2 separate regions of the Mus musculus genome follow, and region 2 is linked to region 1. The links are chromatin contacts, called in public HiChIP or PLAC-seq maps. All regions are on one chromosome and are shown on one strand. The core of a region is the stretch at or near the end of the contact, and the rest is flanking DNA. Distances in the headings are between cores, read along the strand shown. Region 1 overlaps Unc80 (unc-80, NALCN activator). Region 2 holds the start of Kansl1l (KAT8 regulatory NSL complex subunit 1-like).

Evidence for each region. HiChIP or PLAC-seq counts read pairs in DNA pulled down with a chosen protein or histone mark.
Region 2: an H3K4me3 HiChIP or PLAC-seq map of neural progenitor cells shows a contact between it and region 1, with 24 read pairs. The contact joins the promoter of Kansl1l here to the enhancer-like site in region 1. A contact is called at or near these places in 10 of 39 promoter capture datasets (the 3T3-L1 cell line, 3T3-L1-derived adipocytes, the C10 cell line and 5 more), 11 of 484 Hi-C or Micro-C datasets (B cells, CD4 single positive thymocytes, the G1E-ER4 cell line and 7 more), 14 of 115 datasets of contacts at active chromatin or transcription factors (the 230-238 cell line, DN3 thymocytes, the HPC-7 cell line and 9 more) and 4 of 9 other capture datasets (adipose tissue, liver, macrophages and 1 more).

What each region holds. Positions count from the first base shown.
Region 1 is chr1:66,687,581-66,692,143 of GRCm38.p6, reverse strand. All of the region lies in intron 61 of Unc80 (unc-80, NALCN activator), which reads right to left. Among named protein-coding and RNA genes, the nearest start is that of Rpe, 11 kb to the left of the region's middle. Within about 2 kb of position 2,578, at least 2 of the 459 cell types and tissues checked have an H3K27ac peak or open chromatin away from gene starts, as enhancers often do. A contact at or near this core is called in neural progenitor cells, where this site is marked.
Region 2 is chr1:66,814,102-66,818,961 of GRCm38.p6, reverse strand. It overlaps Kansl1l (KAT8 regulatory NSL complex subunit 1-like), which reads left to right and starts at 1,367. Exons shown (of 15, transcript NM_001122738.1): 1 at 1,367-1,588.

The DNA.
Region 1 (4,563 bases), core at 1,329-3,828:
CGCTGGAAACAAATACACACAAACAATTCTGTCACACGGATGGGAACACCTGTTTCAAAACTTCCAATTTAAATGAAAATAAGATGGACAAATATTGAACACATCAGACACAGAATCCATTTGGGTGAAGGGACACATTCAACACATGTTTGCAGCCTGAAGTCTCTGTGACAGCTCAGCAAATCAGTAGTCACGTGGGCAGAAAATTTAAATACATTTGAAAGTTAATGTAGGCTTAAAAGGCTGGCAAAATAAACTGTCAGGACAACTCAATTAGCTGCACTCCAGCAAAGTGTGCAGCTGATAAAAGGAATTAGTCTGCTCCTCCCAAATTTACTGTGTATGTGTGTCTCTTATAAGCAAAAATGACTTCTGGCAGGGTCTGCTGCTTTAGTGTTGGGTGAGTCTGAACATCCTGAGATGGGCTGTGATCCCTTTTCATTCTCCATGCATGTATTATAGAGATCTACAATGGAAGAGAGAATGAAAAGAGAGATAACACTGTGCCCAGATGACGTTTTAATTCTGTGGTTGATGTCAATGTGATTAATTGATTTATGGTTAAATAACATCTTTGCCTTTGCAAAAGGAGAGTCATCTACAGATATTGCTAGGGTAAAACATTCCACAGAGGAACCCAGTCAGCAACTGTCCAGAAAAAAAGAAAATGATTATATCTACACATTCCTATTTTTATCGTGTGCTATATAAATACTTCATTGCACTTTTAGTAAAAGAAATTAGCAGCAAGATGGGCATTCAGATGCTTCTCATGTTGGTGTAGTCAAAGCTACCATTTATTTAAAGTCCAACTCATGTTTTCACTAGAAGAAAGAGCAATGATTTTCAATAAGATCTGCTAAACTTTCTTTAAAATAGGGATATGATTACAGCATCTGACTGATGTATGCAACCCAAAACTCTTCAAAGAATACTAGAAAAAGGAGGTGTTTAAAATTTCTTTGCTTCCCCAAAGATCAAGCTCAAAGGATTGATGTGCATTATCTTTATGACTTTGTAGCACGTGTGAAGGACATCTATGCTAAAGAAACAGTGCAGCCCATTCTGATAATCAATTCAGACTATGTTGCTAGCATGTCTGGAATGACATCTCCTTATTAATTATCCATTGGAAAGCACATATATGCACACAAGTAAAAACACATTTCTTCCAATACCAAGCAAAGCTACCGTTGGACTGGATTCTTCATTGACATCTAGATGTTACCTCAGTTCCCTTGGCCATAAAGGGAGGTTGATACTTACCAACTACCTCCCATTAGGGTAGAGAAAAGAAGTTAGTTGATGGGAAATGATTTGTGTATGGAGAGTGGCATAAATAGCATGCTTTCTTGTTTTACATTTGCTGTTCGTAATGAGTTTATTGCTTCTAGGATACTAACAGGAACTAGGTAATACATTTTGTAAATAGTTGGACAGAGAAAATGACTAGGAGGCAGTCCTCTTGTCTCATTTTTATTTAGAAATCTGAGATTGTGAGGAAAAAATGGTGCAAGAAAAGAAAAAAAAAGAAAACCATTACTTGGAGAGTTAAATGTCACAACATAACAGTAATTTCATGATGGCTATCCCATGAGGAAGATTGTGAGCCTCAACATTTCTCTATGGACAGAGAAGCTTATAGCTGAAAAGTCTATCAAGTTTCTCTAGAAATCAGCTGTTCTATGGAAATAATATAGGAATGCATACAGAAAAGATGAAATTACAGAACATGTTTCTGGAACACATCTCAGGCAATAAGTTATACTTGCCTTAGAAATAGGATGCTGACATTTGTATTTGCCATATCAATGAATTAAGTCACATAAATAATAAACAGCTAAAAAACTAACTATGAATGTAATGTAGGAAAAATTTCATTTCTTGGAGTTTATTTTGAACTGGAACTATATATAAAAATTACCTTCGATTTAGATTATGTTCTTCATATAATATAACATTTCAGCTATTTGTTGGAACCAGGAGAAAGCCAAACTCTTTGTGCTAAGAGCCTTTCTGTATTATGTTCTGTTTTCTATTTTAAATTTTTGAGGGAGTCCCATCCAGAGTCTGCCAGAACTGGAATAATCAAAAGTAGTTTCCTCATCAGGGAGCTATTCCATTTTATTGGATACTCTCAACATTTTACAAGTACTTCAGTAGGCAACTGAAATATCTATCTCATATATGATAGTTACAAAAAATAACTGAGAAGTTGAAATGAGATCAAGGTTTGTCAGAGCAGTGGATCAAATGCTAAAAGGTTTATCCTATACAGAATCCTGAATTCTTGAAAGCTTTAATTGTAAGAATGGCAGCTGATTTCTATGTCTTAACCAAACAGGGTAGAACAATAAGTATCAAAGCTAATAAAATTTTCTAAATTTATTTAGAAACAAGTGTGTGTGTGTGTGTGTGTGTGTGTGTGTGTTTGTAGCCCTGGCTGTCATGGAATTAGCTTTGTAGACCAGTCTCAAACTCCGAGATCCTTCTGCCTCAGGAGTGCTTGGATTAAACGGAAGTGCTGCCTCCAGTACAACCAAGACCAAACTTTCCAGATTTAAACTAACATCATGCAATGCATAAGTAAGCAGTCTTTTGTTGTAGAGGGGCATGGTCTCCGTCTGTTACCACAGCTGGCCTCTCTAGAGCCAAGGCTCCTTGACTCGGCCCATGCTGGCACACTTTTCCTTCTCCCTGTGTTTCTGAGTTGTTGAAAATGTCACTTTGGCAAATGATAGTAAGATCCAGATTTTAGAAAAGAAAATTCAAACAGGGCACAGTAGAGTCTTGATTTAAATAGTCTTCAAAAACTAGTTGTCATTTATAATACAAAGAAATAATTTGTAACAGGGAAATTTAGGTAATATTAGGAAAATGATTCTGACAAAGATTACCTCTTTTTATAGTTACAGCATGATGGTCTGTCTCAAAGTGTTTACATATTTGTATGCTTCCTAATATGCCTGAGAGTATTTCTTTAAATAAGAGATAGGTAAACAAGGAGCCATTCAGTAATAAAAGGGTAATTAAATTATAAAAAGTAAACCATGTATTGCAGCATATCACTTAAATAAAAAGTTAAGCAGAAGCAACAGATGATAACACTCCCAAGGTATTAAATTGGTGTGCTTTTATTGCTTCTTTCTGTACTTTTGGCTTTAGCTTTAATTTGGTTCTAGGACTCTAGAAGTGGGACATAAGACATGTGGTACGGCCATCTATACTGAGTGACTGCCTTGTGGTGGGAACTCTCATCAAGTAATGCTAAAGGAGCAACAGGCAGACAGCAAGGAAGCAAGCAGAAGGCCTAAGCTTACTCCTCCCCTTTGCAAAACAATCGTTGTTTAAAGTTTATATAACCTTCAGAACACCCAAGAAAATATATTTTAAGTGCTACAGAAGCTCAGATCAGATTGTAGGGAATAACTGGATTTTAGACATCTTGGGAGAAGCATCTTAGCAATGGCAAAGAGCACATCTGTGTGTCGCAGTGCATGTCATGGCGATGTCTTTTCAGCTACATTGCAGGTTGGTGGAATCTTCCTTGTACTTGAATAGAACCTGAGAAGGTTTCATGCCTTTCTGGCTACATATGAGCATGAGGTGGGTTATACTACATAGGTTGTTATCTCATCTGGACTACAGTCCTGCTCAAACGTGGACTGCATTCTTAATTTTTGTGAGAATAAAATGGCATGACAATTTCTTTTTAAATCAAGAGTTCACCATCGACTCCTACTTTTAAACTATCCCAACATGTCGAAACAAAATCCAGTTCTTAACTATAAACATTCAGCCTGAAGGACTTCAACTTCTCTAGATCTCTATTATTCCAGAGGTAAAATATGCCCATATGTGTGTTTGAGGAGCGTCTACAATGAGCTTCTGTAGAGCAGGGTTCTCCAGAGAAGAAAAAGTCTTCCATGGAATTTTCACTTCAATATTAATTCCCAATGGAAATTTTAAGAAATGGAACCAGACAGAAAACAATGTTTCTGATAGGCAATTTGGTAACTGGGTCTTTAAAGGGAATGCATTTGTGCAATTTAGTAGAAGTTTCCAATTGGTGTGTAAAAAAATTTTTTTTGAGTTTCCATCCACTTATCTGGTTATCTTGGTCTCTTCCTTACCCTGACTACTCAGTCCAACTTGCCTCTTTTGTCTAAGACAAGTGACTTGTCAGAAGCAAACTCCTAAACATGTTAAGCCACTAAATAAGGGGGTGGGCTTGGCAGGGCTACTACACTCCTGCTTTGCCTCTCAGTTAGCTTGGGTTAGATGTTCTTGAGGATAATGTTGAGTGTACCTCAGATCCTAAATACCAGAGTGCGTGTTAAATGTAATTCACATGGTTACTGCCTCTCTAGTTTTGGATTTTAATCATGTGCCTAATGAATTCTTGTGCAGAAAAGTAAGAAAGCCTGCCAACAAAATATCTAAAAACGTGCCATTTACTAAAATCCCCTCTTTAGTAAATGCCTAGATTTCCTCTGCTCCAAAGAGAGCTTGCTAACACAATGCCATGCAGCATATAGCAGAGATGGATGTGCTCCTGGCTGG
Region 2 (4,860 bases), core at 118-2,617, 130 kb before region 1:
TTTTTTTTTGTGAAGCCTTTAAAATGAATGCCCAGGTGAATACAGGATCTTAGAACTGCTTGATCACCGTTGACTTCTCAAACGGCTATACATCCACTGTGCAGTTTTGTTTTGGGTTTAGACACAGTCTCAGTATGTCGCTATGATTATCCTGGACCTAACCACTAGACTAGGCTGGCCCACCTGTGCCTGGGATTAAAGGTTTGTACCATCACTCCAGACCCTACCACATTCTTTAAGTGTTTTACCCATCCCTTTAAATATGACAAATATCCAGTGTTTACTTTTTCCTCCAACACACTGTTAGTCCATGATTTTTAATTGAATGAAGGCAAATCTATTTTCTGGACTGCCCATCCTTGACCCATATTGAGCAATTATTGTTCTGAGTAATTTTTATAACCATTTTCCCTACTGTAGGCAGTTTATCATAAAAATTATTTCAGCTATTTATTCATGTACTAGAAAAAGAAAGAACAGTTAATTTTCCAACTCTGGTAATGTCTTAAGTATTGCTTCTTTATGACTTCAATTCTATACACTCCTGCCTGTAAGCCCTTCCAAATAAATAAGGTAGAAGTGATATATCGATCTAAAAATTCTAGTGCCTTTTCACTTCCTACAGCATTCTAGTGAAAATCTGCTTAGCAAAGCGTCTAATCTATTATCTAAGGAGCTATATTTAGGCTATCGTTTTTTTCTCAAGCATCAAGTTCAAGCCTGGGGAAATGCCCGGGTGCGTTTAACGGTGGTGAGCTGCGAGCTGCGAGCTGGGCCAGGTGCAAGACTCGCTCGCAGAGATGTTTCTGTCTCTAGCCAACTGTTTCCATTAAAATCCCGCTGGTCTGCGCTACCTCAGAGTTAACTGCAGAGCTCCTTAATCATAAGCTAACTCAAATGTATCCATGGCAGGTCTGCCACCTATTTTAAGGTCCTCAGAGGTCCGACAGAGCATGACTCGGGATCGAGCCTCTGGGACCCATAGAAGCAAAAGGTTGGAGCGTTGAGGGCTGCTTAACCCTCGGCCTGGCCAGGACGGCCCTGCCCGCCCGGAGTTTCCAGGTCTTATTTTCCTGTAACAGACCTAAAGAAACCGCAGCGCCCCGCAGCACGGCCGGCGGGGTGACTTTTGCGGGCTGGCACCGGGGTGGAGAGAGCGCGGGACAACGGCGGCGCGGAACGCACTGGGAGCCGGCAGAGTTCGGCCACCGCGCTCAGGCTGCTTTCAGAACGCTCCCAGCGGCTTCCGCGGGCCCCGCCCCCGCCGGGGTTTCCCCGCCGCCCGTCTCATTTGCATGGCGCGCCCCTCCCCCGCTGCCATTGGCCGGCGCCGGGCCCCGCCCTCCCCCACTCCCCTCCCTCCGCCGTAGGGTTCCGTCCCCCGAGCGCCCGGAGCTGCGGGCAGCGGGCGGACTGTTAAACCGCGGCGGCGGCGTCAGCCGGGGCGGGAGCGGGGCGCGCTCTGGAGACGAGTCGGCGGCGCCCCGGGTGGGGGGAGGCGGGCGGACAGCTAGAGATCGCCTCGGCGGCCCCCACCACGGCCGGACCGAAGGTGCGGCGGCGGAGGGCAGCCAGGGCGCCCCAGCAGGCGAGTGGCCGGCGTCGCAGCGGCGGGCTGAGGGGGGTGGGTCTCCTCGGCGGGGGACGGCGGCGGCGCGGGGCGGGAAAGAGCGGAGAAGACCGCCGGGTGGACTCGCGGGCTCGGCGTCCGCCGGGCAGCCCCCTTTGCACCCCGAACCCTGCTTGCCGTTGGACTGCGGGCCCCGGCACAAGACCGTGCTTTGGGGCAGGGGTCGGACCGCAGCCAAATTTAAACGGCTAAACCTAACAGCCTTGGCAGACACGGCGGGGAGGGGAGGGCGGGGCAGGGGGCGGGCCTGGATTCGAGTCACGTGGGGATGGGGCGGGGCTTGGCAGGCCTCCCTTTTGTTTTGGCTGGCGCGTGCGCAGAAGGCGGAACACGTGGTTTTTCTTGGGCACGCCCTCTCCCTCCCCCCCCCCCCGCCCCCCGCAAGGCTGGAGCAGCGGCGCCTGTCCTGGGGGTGTGGGGCGCTCTGTGGGAAGCTTTCCGTAACGCTGAGCTTGGCTGGCCAGCGGCGACATTAATTTCTTCTTATTTGGGGCCGTTATGGATTTGGCCTTTAGAATTGTTTGGGGTGGAAGGGAGTGTTGTGGTTTATTGAAAGGTAACCGGTCCGAGTTGGTGTTGCTGCTTGTGCCCAAGAGGGGAGAGGGCTAGCTTTAAAAAAAGAAACAGCGTTTGGTAAGGAGAAATAAATGCAGGACGGTGTTGTGTGGTCCCAAATCGGGGAAGGAGCTGTTGGGATCTGCCTTGCGAGGAGCGGGCGCTGCGTGGGCGTCCTCGGTACCCCCGCAGAAGGCGCGGTGGCGGTTCCCTGTCCTCGCTGTTCCCATCGCGGGTTCCCGGGAGACTGGAGTTGTGGGAGTCACCTTCTGGCTTTGATTCCCCCAGCTTGGACGCAGAATGTGCCGGAGAGACTAAGAAAGATTGGCCGCCGCCGCCGCCTTTAATAGTTTAACTTTGTGTTTGTAGAAAGGTTTTTAAATCCTGATTGGATAGGGCAAGTTTGATAGCAACATAACTTCCCCGAAACTGTTCCTGAGCACAGCTGGCAAAACAGGCAGGATTTGAGGGTAGAAGTAGTTCTAAAAATAATTCGACAGTGGAGGGGGAAAAGCGCAGGTGTGGAACGCAGACTGTTTAGTAATGCCGGGGGTTGATTTCTGCGGTTTCCAGAGAGCTAACTAGCCGTTTCCTTGGGCAAGTCACAGCCTTGCTGATACATCTGTTTCCTCTGGAAAACCGTTTCGTAATACAGTTCCTGCCTTAAAAGAGTGTAATGAAGATCACGTGCCTTGTGTTAGTGAGCATAAATCACCACGTAATGTGGTGGTGTAACATAACGTCAGTTTTTAACAAAGCTAGCATATTTTTGGAATTTTAAGAATAAGCCGTGAAGTAAGATATTTGATTTTCGCCAGATCTGTTGCACTTTTTGTGTTGTTTCTGGCCATGTAACCAGGCTGGCCTCCGGACTTGCTGTGTAATCCAGGTCCCCTTTAGAGCTGACCTAGGAACGTGTGCCTAACTGCTGTAACTTTAAGTTTCTCTTCACGGTTTGAAAGATCACTGTCAAGGTCTGCTATCACTTCTTATCTATGTATAATTTTCCCTAAAACTGGAGAGCATGCGTTTTCAGTTAATTTAAAAGTAGAAATATTAAATATTCTCTGAAAAACGATTTTAATAACTGCTTAACATTTTCATCATTTGAGTATATTTTTAGTTTTTCCTATTGGCAGATGTTTGGGGTTTTTCTAATATTTTGTGTAAATTATTACACAAGTCTTTGAAATAGTATACTCCCCTTTCCCCATTAGATTTATAGGAGTCTGAGCCGGTTTTTAAAGTTTTTATGCTCTTGTGACACCCCAATTTTGAGCATGTATTAATTTACTCATAGAGGTATAAATGTGTCTCCTGCCATAGCCTAGTTCATCACCCAGGATTGGCTATATGGGGAAAACCTTGTTGTCCACTCCCACTCCCACACTGACCTGTATGTGGTATCTGGTGCATTTCCTAACTTACTGTTAGGTATTTGAGAGAAAACTTCATATTCACATGAGTATAGCAAATAGTGGATGTCTAGTAAAGACTTGCCGATTGGCTGCAAATATTTAAACTTTTTTTTTTAAACCGGTGAGCCGTCAGGAAATTGTCTTTTCCTTTTTTGTCTTAAGAGTACAGAGTTGCTAATGTAGTAACTGATTGAGCTGTTTGAGTACTTGTTCCATACGGCTAGGCCTCACTAGTCTTTATAGTTTTCTATTAAATGTTCCAGTAACTTGCCATTGATAAGCATGGCATATCCAAAATGTTGGTCTGCTTTTCCTGCGTGTATCCTTACACGTGGATATCCTTGACTCACTCACCACGCTTCCAAGGTGCTACTGTGAACATTTCATCCTGATCATCGTTATTTCTCCCATAGACTCTGTGCTACACAAACAGGAAGGCAGTGTCTACGGTTCTGTGCTTTGTTCCCGACTGTTCACAGCCCAAGAGTTACTGCCCATGGCATTCCTGCTGCTGGTCGCCTATTCTTTCATGTAAACCTTACATGCAGCAAGCCATTCATGCTGTCATGATGTCTTCTTGGGTTTACACATATCTTGTTCCTTCCCATATAAGTCTGTGTTTGCTATATGAGGTGTCAGGTGAAGAAGTAGAAAGTTGTTTCCTTTAGGTTTAGGGCTGTCTTTAAGGTTGGTGTTGATCTGGCTTATCAAATTGTTACAGCAAAGAGTGAGGCTGTTGTGTAGTGCAAAATGACAGTGGGATATTAGCAGTTTATGACTAATGTGTGTTATGTCTTCTATCTGTTCTTAAAGCCTTTATTATAGTACTATAATAGAAAAATCACACAAAATAACTCATAAGTATTATCTTTCATATTTTATTCAGTATGTTATATTTAGAAAGAGAAAGAAGCTGAATAACTTTCTAAATTTCTTCCTGTTTTCTCTTAAGTGCTGTACTAAAGGAACATTTCACAGACACAGATTTTTTTCTTGCCTAGTCATGAAAGATAAAAACAAAAACATGTTATTAAGAATGATACCATACTTTCCAGTTGATAATGTATAGTGAAAATTGAGGATAATTCATAGTGGATTTTTTTTTTCTTTTTCTTTAAAGACAGGATGTTGCTATGAGACCTGGGTCAGCTTAGAAGTCACACTGTAGTCACAGCCACCCTGTAACTTATCTTTTAGTTTGTCTTTCATGTTGGGGTTTTGCTTGGCCACAAAGGAAAATTTGAATACTAAATGTTA